Regions from separate parts of the Sus scrofa genome. Here region 1 is linked to region 2. A link is a contact called in public Hi-C data. All regions are on one chromosome and are shown on one strand. Each heading gives the region's core, a stretch centred on a gene start, on an enhancer-like site or on the middle of the called end of the contact. The rest is flanking DNA. Distances are from core to core; before and after follow the strand shown. Region 1 holds the start of RBM19 (probable RNA-binding protein 19). Region 2 overlaps LOC106505934 (a long non-coding RNA gene).

Region 1 (5,251 bases), core at 2,355-4,854, 1.5 Mb before region 2:
TGAGGCTGCAGTCTGTCAGCGTGCCAAAGGCGGTGAACAGCTGCCGGAAACGCTCCTCCTTCATCTAGGGCAGAAGGGGGACGATGAGGGAGGAACCAGGGAGTCCCCAGAGCCAAGGGGGACAAAACAGGCTGGGAACCAGAGGCTGCGGGGTTCCCTGGAGAAGACTTTGGATGGGGCAGTGGCAGGGCATGCTTTGCAGCTGCACCTGGTTCCAGCTCTGGCTCAAACACTTACTCATTGTGTGGCCTTGAGCAAGTCCCTTACCCACTTCATCCATGAGGAGATCAAGACTCAGAACAGCTGCAATGAAACCTTCCTACCCTATGGGCTGCAGGGAAGCTAAGGAGACTTTTACACAAGGAGCCCAGCACTGTGGCCGCTACACAGCAAACACCTAATAAATGCTTGTTGGAATAAACATGTGAATTAAGGAACACAGTAAAGCACTCAAGTGTCTGCTAACTGTGGAGACAGACTAATGGAACAAAGATGTTCACGTCCTAATCTCTGAGACACCTGTGAAGGTGTGACCTCACATAGCAAAAGGAATTATCCTGGGATTATCTGGATGGATCCAAGGTAATCACAAGGGTCCTTAGAGGAGGGAGGCAGGAGGGGTCAGAATTGGAAAAGGCGATGAGATGATGGAAGCAGAAAGAGACTGGAAGATTTAGGATGTGGGTAGCAGCCAAGGAGTACAGGCATCCTCTAGAAGCTGAAAAGGGCAAGGAAACAGATTCTCCCCTAGAGACTCCAAAGGAACACAGCCCTGTTGCCATAATGATTTGAAGATTTCTGACCTCCCAAACTGTGGCATAAACTGATATTAAGTCACCAAGCTTGTGGTAATGTGTTGCAGTAGGGATAGATAACTAATACAGTAATGTTATTATTTGGTCAAGGAGCCCCACACTAGTCAAACTGGCTACTGGCTTCCCACCACCCTCACTCCAGCCAGCCACCCTCACAACTCAGCCAAGTTTTCTAAGCAGATTCAGAAGGGTGTGTGTGTGGGGGGGGGGGGGTGGCGGCGTGGAGGGGAGGGGACACTCACAGCCCCACAAACAGATGAAACAAGACCTGAAATCAAAGAAGCTAGAGGTCTTGGTAGCCCAGGAAAAAAGTAAGAGACATTTTCTGAGGCAGGTTCTTTAAATAACTTTGATCTCATTAAAATCTCATGACCACTATGACTTCGGAATTTTTACCTGCCTTTTATTCAGGATAAAAAGAAGCTCAGAGAGGGTAAATGATCTGTCCAAGGTCTGTGGCTCAACTCAGATACATAAAAGGCAATGAATTCATCTTCCCATCACCTGGCAGAGACCACATTCAAGTCTGACCCATCATTCCTCCGACAAAAACCTTTGGGGACTTTTAACACCAAAGGCTCAAGAATAAACATCTAAGGAAAAACAGGCTGTTCTTCACGATCTGGTCCTGACCCACCTCTTGTGCCTCTTGATGAATTCCTTGCAGCCTTCTCTGCTTCTCATCTCTGAGGTTTTACTACTGTTGTCTCCTCTGGGTGAAATTTCCCCAGACAGGCCCTGGTTAACTCCTCCCCCAGGAAGTCGTTCTTAGATTCCCCAGGTGGGTCAGGTAACCAACCCCTCTGTGCTTACACAGCACCAGTTTGCACTTCAATCCCTGTACCTATGCCAGAATGATCTGGTGTGCCTGGTCCATTAGACTCCAAGGGCCATAAAAATGGGGACCAAGCTCTATCCACCTCTGTTTACAATGTCAGCAATGTACAGAGGACTCACTGCCAAATATTTATCTGATGGGACAGAGTAAAGACAAATGCATACAGTCATGCTAAGACAGACACGATGGTGTAGTGGTAAAGACTGCAAATTCTAGAACCAGCCTGCTCAGTTCAATCCCTGCTCTATGTGTGACCTCAGACAAATCACTTTACCTTGCTGTACCCCGGTTTCTTCACCTTTAAAGTGGGCATCATAGTAATGGAATCTTTCTCATTGGTTTATGGTAAAGTTTAAATAAATTACTTTACCTAATAGTGTCTGGCGCACAGTAAGTTCTCAAAGCATCAGGTGCTACTACTATGGTTTTTATTCATTCACTCATCACACGAGCAATGTTGAGAGACAAAGCCACACTGAGAAACACAATGAGATGCTAGTTGGGGGGAGGAGAATGAGTAGCCATGCTAAAATCCTCCTCCATCAGAGGAGGAAGGCACCAAGAGACACTGTCTGAGGCCAAAGGAGGGATCGATGATAGATATTTTTAAAGTATACTATTTAGGGTAAATGATGGAAGAATGAGAAACAAATAACATAGACTGGAAGGAAGGCACAGATGATGTAGGTTTCTTATCTTTCATAGTGGGGGTCAGCAGACAGTCATTGGGATAAATAAGCCAAGAAATCAAGGTTAAGAGGTCACTCTTTGGACACTGAGTGATGCCTATGAGGAGTACTAAAAACAAGCCATAAAGATGGTTATTCCTGGAGGGAGATGGAGGATGGGATGGAAAAAAAGACATTGTTTCTTGTTTTACACCACTGAACTTAAAAAATCCCTTGACAGTTTCCACCAGAGGTGGAAAAAAGGTAGAGTTAAAAAACACAACAATTAAACAAAAATGGCTTTATGTTCTTACTCTAAGGAGTACAGAAGATCTCTCAAGCCAACCAAATAGGAGTTTCATTATGGGAATGACCTTACTGGCAACACCAGTGGGTGAGTGTAGGGGCTCTCCCTTCAAGTTCTAGTGAAATAGAAACGGATGATCCACTCAGGTACACTGCATCTAATCATCTACCGCCACACATTCATCTAGTTTTTCATTCATTTATTCAGCATGTTTTTACTGCATGCCTACCATGTGCTCAGTTCTGTGCTTGACTCTAAGGAAACAGAGATAAGTATGGCTGGGTCACCCCTCCTCACTTACTGGACAAGTAGTCGCAAGCTCTTCACACCCAGTTTTCTTAAACTCTCCCTACCTGTCCTAAAGGCGGGAGTGGGAACTGGAACGCAGGTCGTCAGCCTATTGCTCCCCATTTTCCTCCCCGAAACTGTTCGCAGGGGAAGAGGAAAAAAGATAGTGTCTGACCCAGTCACGAGTCAACAAAAAAAAGTGATGCAAAAAGAGGGTTGTGGGAGCACGGCATTTGACACAACGTAGGGATTGGCATCTCCCGGGGAAGGAGGTGTCCGACTGGGGTCAGGAAACAACGTGCTAGTTGTGAAATTTTAAGCAGACGCTATCCCTCTCTCCCGTCTGTCAAATGGGGATCTGCCAAGAATCCTGACCCTTTTGGGTTCTGAATCATCCCGGAATCCTGCCTCAGAGCGTAATCCCCTAATTCTCCCCCAACTACCTCCCTCCCAACCCCCAGCTCCTCGCTGGTCCCAATTTCAGATTCCCAAGTCCAAGCTCTGTACTCACCCCATTCGGGAGGTTCTTCACGATTAGTCGGGACATGGCGCACGCTCTCCCAGTATTTTGATTCCAGCGCGAATGGATACCGACTCCCACAACAACTCTCACGCTACAACTGTGGGCGCCGCCATCTTTGGCTAGCCGGAACAAAATCACGTGCTCCAGGCGCGGCCGTCCCCTACTTCCCCGGAAGTAGGCGTGGCCAAAGAGTGTACCCAAGGAAGTCACACCCTCCAAGGGGCGGGCCTGAGCGTTTGCATTCTGCGCAGGTGCAGGGGAGACCAAATCCGTGGCGAAGTCGCGAGGAGGACGCTTATTCCCAACGCCGGCAGAATCAGACTGGAAATCGTTTGGTTAGACGGAAAATCATTTCAGCCTTCAACTTTATTTTATTTTATTGTTGAGTCCTAAAACGGCCATGCGAATGGAGGCAGAATTGGGGAATCTTGCTCTTTCAGAGATGGGGCTCAGAAAGGCTGCTAGGCACCAGGAATCAGTTACTGAACATCACCTATAAGTTTTAGCATGTGCTGCAAGGAAATAAACATCCCATTTTGCAGGCGAGGAAACTGGGAGCCAGGCAAGTAAGGCGGCTTGCTCAAAGTCATATAGCTATTAAATATTAAGTGGTATTAAGTGATAGGCTCAAAGAGCACTTGCTGTTTCAGTAAACAAAGAATAATGGTCTTTAAAGCCATCAGCTTCCCCCTCAGGTACACCCTGAGGGGAATTCAGGATGGAAAAAGATGGGATATTGACCCTAGAGAAAGCACATATCCAAGCAATGATTCCAATGAGCCCAGACTCTTGCATCTTCCTGTACATGGAAAAGCGCTGAAATCAACTTGAGAGTCTATTTTTTGAGTAGCAGTAATCTTTTGATGTTGAACTGATGGGATGGAGTAGGCACAGGTAGTTGTAGAAGTCCCAATAAAGGATCATAGATAGAGAGGGAAACCTGGGGGACTTTGAGAGATCACTGTAAGTTAATAATTGCTCAAGAAATCCATCAGAACAAGGCAGGCTTGCTTGACTAGCGCAAGTACGAGAATTGCTTCAGGTCATTGGGTGGGGGATGGGTTGAGGCCTGCATTCAGATTCTGACCCAGTGCAGGAATTTGAGGACCGCCTACACCTTACCAGATTCTAAGGAGGAGCTATAGCTCTGAGAAAGAGGACGAGGTGGTCTTTTCCCACCCCCAACTCCCCTTGGATGATAAAACTGTAGCCCACCAAGTTGGGGGGTGCGGGTGGAGGTGCAGAGCCTTCTTGCCTGCCCGCTTGCATCTCTCAAAAGAGTCCTATCTTAAATCTATTTCTTGCCTATCACTGTCTTTCGCTGAATTCCTTCTGCTCGGAGGCACGAAGAACCTGAACCTCAGTGGGTCCAGACACCAGGTGAGTGATTCTAATTTAAAACCATAGGTTTAAGTCCCAATCTTGCTTTAGGCTGGGTTCGAGTCCCAGCACGTGGGTTCAAGTCCCAATCTGGCTAGATTCAGGCCGGTAGTGCTCAGTTTCAGAACTACCTTCTTTGTTTCAGCAAAACCTCCTATCTATCCCAGCTCCCCACTTTACCTGTTGGGAACAGTCCTTCAGAGCTATCTGAGCTGTATCCTCCTGGGTGTAAGCCCTCAGAGACTTAGTGGCTTAAAAATAACAGAAATGTGTTCCCTCATGTTTCTTGAGGAGAGAAATCCAAGATCAAGGTGTGAGCAGAGCCGAGCTGCCCCTGAGTCTCTTGGGGAAGATCCTTTCTCCTATGTCCCAGCTTCTGGTGGCTCCAGGGGAACCATGGCTTGGGGCTGCATCGCTGCAATGGCTACCTCT
Region 2 (5,971 bases), core at 545-3,044:
TGGAGTGGAGATAGCACCAATATTTTGGAAAGATGATGCTCCTTAAAACACAACTCTCCAAATCCACTGAGGCTATAGTTGCAGTTGGTTGAATCAACCTCTTGCCCTAAACTCTTCCATAACTCCCCATTGCCATCTGGATAATGAGCTTTAGCAAGGCTCACAAACCTCAATTCAGCCTACTTTCCAACTTCAACTCTGCTTCTCCTAACCTCAGCCAGATAACTTATTTGCAGTTTCCAGCATCCTACCTTCCCCACTTCACCACCAGCCCTTTTGTACATCCTCATCCTGCTCCCTGAAACTGTCTGTCCCACCTTCTCCACCTTGTTCCTTCAACTCAGCATCAGGTCTCAGCTTTGATGTCACCTCCTCCAGGAAGCCTTCCCTGCTTCTTCCCTCCACCCACACTAAAAGAATTGAATCAAGTGTGCTGCCCAGCACTATCACAGCTTACCTCCTCCAGCACTGATGGTGATACTATAAATGCCCATTTATATCTCTATCACTCTCAACAGACCTAAATCCTCTAAGTGCCAAGTCTCAGACTCTGGTAGATATTAAGCCCTCAATGAATAGCTGAGTGAACAGAATAAAACATAAACGTGGGCAGGGGAGTGGAGAGATCATAGCATCCAGGTAGAAAGCACTTGAATTTTCCTTATTAAAATTGTTGTCCTACAGAGTGCTGCACATGATCCTGATGGTGGTCGTATTCCAACCCTTATCCCCAACCCCTGGATGCACAAAGACTGAATCTTCCCTAACATGATCCCAACCAGGAAATCAACTTGGACCTGCAAGGTAATTCCAGCCAAATGAGTCTGGTTATGATTCTCCAAGCAAGCTAAGTTTGCCCCACAGCCTGACCCAGAGAATTTGGTGTCTGAGACAAGCCACTCCATGTGAACCTTCAAGGGTATGAAGAAGGTTGAGGGGAGAAGGAAAGGAAAGGATGATGGAGGTACTTGGACAGAAATGCTATCTCTGCTTGACTTTGGGTTCTGGTTATACTCCTGCCCAGCAATGGCTAAAATACCAGGACTCAATATAAAGATATGATGGGAAATAGGTAAGACCTAAAAACTGGAAAAAGTATGTTTCCTCCAAATTTCAGAGTCACAGGGGAAACTCCATCTTACCCTTGGTTAGCTCTGTCCTACACGGAGCTTTAGCAGGTAAGTGGGCTTTGGTATTCTGCTCTGAGAGTGCTGTTGCAAAGCTCACTGCTAAAAAGGAATTATTGGTTCTCTCAGCCTCCACCTTCATTGCAGCTCTTTGGGGACAGTAAGTTTACACTTCTGTTTCTCAGCACCTCAAATCTCTCTCCCCTGGGCTGGCACTCTAAGGAAAGTGCAAGAGGATTCTAGGCTCCTCAGGTTTTCCTCTTGACAGAAGCATCCCTTTTCTACCTCAAAATGTGTGCTTGAGAACCATACATAGATACCCTAATTTAATGCACACTCTCCCAGGTGTCCAAACTCTATCTTTGCATCTTTCAGACTGTGTGATATTGAGCAAGTGACCTAACCCTTCTGAAACCTGTTTGTAAAGTGGGATATTAAATACAGCTCTGTCATGGAGAGAGAAGATCTCTTTGGGTGAAGATGAAATGAGATGCTAGAGAAAAAGCACCAAGCATGTCTCCTGGCTTCCATGAAGCACTTACCAGCAACTATTATTGCTGCATTGGAATGAACTTTTTTCTTGAACGAGCACTTGCATTAGATCACTGTTATTTCCAACTCAGATTCTGTAATCCTAACAAAGTATGCTGAATAAACAAAAAATAGATTTTTCTGTCGTATATAAATGTCAAGCTTCAGAAAATGCACATGAGACAAAGAGCTGGTTTTCACTGACTCCAGGATGTATCACGAAGAAGTTTTGTTATTTCTGTTGTTAATACATTCCTGATAGCCACTTGTTTCCTGGTTATTTGCCTCTCTGGCTCTGATTGGCTGGGTTCCAGTTTCTTGAGGTTTTTACTGCATTTGGAAGCTATGTTATGAAAACCTTGAAGCCTCCACGAAAATGAAAACTTCCTTTTCTTCCCCTTTCTCCCCAGAGTGTGGTGGCCAAATACCCCTCTGATTTGGAGGACTAGCCAAGTTCAAATGCTCTGTAGCAACAATTCTATATCAGTTGTCACAGAAATCATTGCATTTTGGCATCTACACTGTAATTCCCTGCCTTGCCTCTCAACCTGATAAGTGGCCAAGAAAATCCTTTGTTGGTTCTGAGCACTACCCATTTCTGTTCAGATCATTTGACTCTGTATTTATGATATATCTCTCTTTGTCCTTTATCCAACTACCCTTCCCCTTCACCCAACCATTATACTCATCTGTCAGTTGCCTCCCCCATTTCTAATAATATCATGCACACATACACAAATGTACATACACATGCGACCACACAATACACACGGTCAACATCCTTCTCTCCCTCCACCATGGGCATCCCCATCATTAGGATTTGTGGCCAACACAAATTTTTGTTAAAAGGTTTGAGAAAAAACAAAAATGCCTTTCATTAGCACAGGGTATGTGAAGGTGTTGTAATCACACCACTAACCAAAGAATCTGTTTTTTCCCTGAATACCTGAAAGGATTTGGATAATCCTACAAAGTAACAGTCTTGTTTTCTGCTCAGTGGTGCCAGACCAAAATCCACCCACACCAAGACAAATGTTTCTTTTTTAGCTCTAGCAAGCTTCTCAAAAGCAAGACAACCCACAACCTACAAATGTGGCAACCTGGCTTGATCATGTTCCTCCTTCTCTTCATCTTTTGATGATATCGTTGACTACCCAGAATCAGCTCTAAGGTGCCTGTCCATACCCTTGTCAAAAAGACCAAGAACAGCACCAAAAAGCAGGTCCAGGAGTAGTAACCAGGGGTGGAGTGCCATCTGCTGGCCATTTTTCTAAGACCGCTTCCAGCTTCTCAGCCCACACTAGGAAAAGTTCCCTCATTTCAAAGCTGCTGAAAGAATCTCATGGTCGGGCATGGGAACAAATGGGTTTTTTACTGTATTAATATCCTGTTATTGAGAATAGGCTTTTAGAAATAAAGCCTCCTTCTCTTTCACTTTTTTAGGTATTTAAAGCAAAATCATAAATCTGGGAACTCTGCTAATAATTGCTTTTTGTTGTTGTTGTTACAGTGTTATATTGGTGAATAATAATAATAAACTCTTTAAAAATTCAGTTTTACACACTCATAATTGGGACCCCCTAAATCAGCATATCATGCTTTGCAAAGGGATTTATGATCCTTGGCAAGTTTACGAGACCTTAACACAACAAAGGCAAGAAAATCGAGGAATAGCCGAAAAATAAAACTGAAATGAATGAACCCGTTTCCAAAGGAGCAAGAACACAGCTAATGAACATATATTTTTGTGATGAGGCTGATTATGTTTCACATGTAAGTAAGCATTTCTATTTAAGATCCTATGGACTCATTTCTTTCCTCTAGGCTATTACATTTTTGTAGTCTCCTAAAATCCAGAGGAAACACTGGGGGTTCTCCCTTTTAAATAATGTGCCTCTTCCAAGAGAGAAAAACAGAAAAGTCACATGCCTAGCTCTGCTTCTTTAGAGTTTGCTTCGCTTCTCTTCTTTCTGGTTTCAAAATAGACAGTGAACTGACAAAATTGGCAGGAGGGGAAAGGATACTTTTCTTCAAAAGAACTTACAACACATTTTTATTTGTAATATTCACCGGGAAGCGTGTCAATGACACACAAAAGTCAGACATTATCTTTCCAATTGCTCCTATGGAAGTTTTCTGAAATGATCATCTACGTAAGTGTAGACAAATATATGGAAAATAGTGCGAATCACTTACACACAAAAAACAGATCTGCCACGCTTGGAAATGCCCACTCTGGAGAAGGCTTGCCCTTTGGTTGGATGCATGTAAGATTTCTCTGCGGAACAAGTCCTAGGGGTTCTCATCATTCCTTTTGTTTGTGCTTTGCTCAGCCTTCCAGAGGCATCTACAAACTGTAGTCCTTACTGCCAGGGGAGGATTTGGTTAATAGTTCCTAGTATTTTCAGCCCCTTCATTGATTTCCTTCCTTTCTAGTATTTTTAGTTCCTGAGATAAAACCTCATTTATAACAAAGTCAAAATCCCTGGAAAACATTTCGTCAATGAAACAGTCAGCTTTGCTGTTCGTGATTTTACTGAATGAAGAGTGTTGTTTTTTTTTCCCCCTTGAAATCTAAAAAGCCATCTCTGATTATTTAAAGACAGGCACAAGGGTGGAATTTTTAAAATATCTTAAAATCGTATTTTAAAGGTTTGCTCTTTGCCATAAAATCGCCTTTCCGTAGGCACAGGACTGCTAGGACCAAATCATTCACTTTAGGAATTAGGGTCAGCCAGCACCAGATTCAATTCTGGCAGATCCTAAATAAAGGTATGTCTCAGCCTGGTTTTTTGTTCTTGTTTTTATCATTGTGTGTTATTCACAGTCCCTGATCTAAAATATTGAAATTTTGAGACATGATATTTTTAAACGAAACTCATCAAATAAGAAGTTCTATTTTTCTTTCCTTTTTCAAGACGTTTTATTTCTTTACAGGATCCTCTATTTCCCCCAAATTTGGAGAGGTTTTTGCAATCACTGTACATTTGAAATACCAGCTGCTAACTTCAACCCAATTTTCTGCCCTGTTTGAAAAGGACTTTTTGTTTGGGTTTTGTAGGGTTAGGATTGAGAGTGTGTGTGTGCCTGCGCGTGTGTGCACAGAAAGACAGAGAAAAAGAGAGAAAAGCACACAAATAGTTTTGCTTTGAAGTTGCTACATAATTACTGTTAAGATCTACCCAAAGGTACTGAGAGACAGCGCTCCTTACTCAAATCTGGTGAATGAACAGGCAAGCAACATCTAGGAAGACTTTTTTAAAGGATGGATGAAATGAAGAATCGGGAAAAATGCAACCAAGGTAGATGAAAGTTGTTGTGGTTTCTGTGGTTGTTTTCTTGCAGAGAAGCATTTAGGAAAGACAAGGAAAGGGGAGAAAGGAGATGGAGGGAACATGAAAAAGAGAAAAAAAACATTTATAGAGACAGGGTGAGAAAGAAAGAAAGAGGGAGGGGGAAGGAGGGAAGAAGAGAAAGGAAGGAAGAAGGGGAGAAAAAGAAATTAATTTACTGAGAAAGAGAGAGAAAGAAATTAATTTACTGAGCTGAGTATCTTCTTCTGCTTCCCTATTCAAAGCCCTATGTTCTTGGTGCAGAAACTGAACACTACATATGGAACACAGCAAAAAAGAGGGGGAAAATAATTTCCCTTGTTCATTTCCTTTGTTGGAATACTGGCTTGGAACATCTAAAGAGAAAACGGTCACAAAGTTGGTGAATTGTTCTTCTTAGAGCAATGATCAAACTCGCAGCCTCTTTTCAGCAAAAGTTGTTAATGTCACAGTGCCCCCTGGAGTACAGCCTGGAAGAGACCCTAACTTCCCCCTTGAACGCCCCACTCTTGTTTTTCTTACCCTGGGGAGGGGAGGAGGGAAGAAGAGGACTGGAAATTTTTGAGAAACAATCTCAGAACCTTTTGAAGAGCTGCCACTGGCTGGAGGAGAGGAGGATTTCGAGAAATAACTTCCGACTTATTTCAGATAGTTAGGGGAAAGGGGACGGAGGGAATAAAACCCTTCCTTCTCTTCATTTTTTTTTCCTTCCCCCTTACCCCCTTAATCCTATTTTAGTTGAGGTCTGACCTTGGAAATTTCCAAAAGACTTTAATCTCCTGTACTCCAAATTGCTAAAAGAAGCTCAAAGAGAGTGTTGTACATGTGGGTGAAAGGCGGTTTTAAATTGTTTATTTATGAATGGGTTAGACTTTCCTGATAGTAAGAATGTTAACTAGTTCATTAGGTACTCTCTGGACATTTAGGTCTTTTTCTCTCTCTCTCTTTTTTTCATTCCCCCACCCCACACACTCTTTCTTT

What was found. Hi-C and Micro-C count contacts between places; a contact is called where the count stands out from the background.
Region 1: a Hi-C map of embryonic fibroblasts shows a contact between it and region 2, with 2.0 times the contacts expected there. The contact joins the promoter of RBM19 here to the enhancer-like site in region 2. A contact is called at or near these places in 2 of 5 promoter capture datasets (fetal skeletal muscle and liver) and 6 of 47 Hi-C or Micro-C datasets (embryonic fibroblasts, heart right ventricle, mesenteric adipose tissue and 3 more).

The regions. Positions count from the first base shown.
Region 1 is chr14:38,080,395-38,085,645 of Sscrofa11.1, reverse strand. It overlaps RBM19 (probable RNA-binding protein 19), which reads right to left and starts at 3,604. Exons shown (of 25, transcript XM_005670677.3): 1 at 3,428-3,604; 2 at 1-64. The coding sequence starts at 3,463.
Region 2 is chr14:36,615,499-36,621,469 of Sscrofa11.1, reverse strand. The region is part of intron 3 of LOC106505934 (a long non-coding RNA gene); the gene reads right to left. Among named protein-coding and RNA genes, the nearest start is that of MED13L, 560 kb to the right of the region's middle. Within about 2 kb of position 1,794, at least 2 of the 83 cell types and tissues checked have an H3K27ac peak or open chromatin away from gene starts, as enhancers often do. A contact at or near this core is called in embryonic fibroblasts, where this site is marked.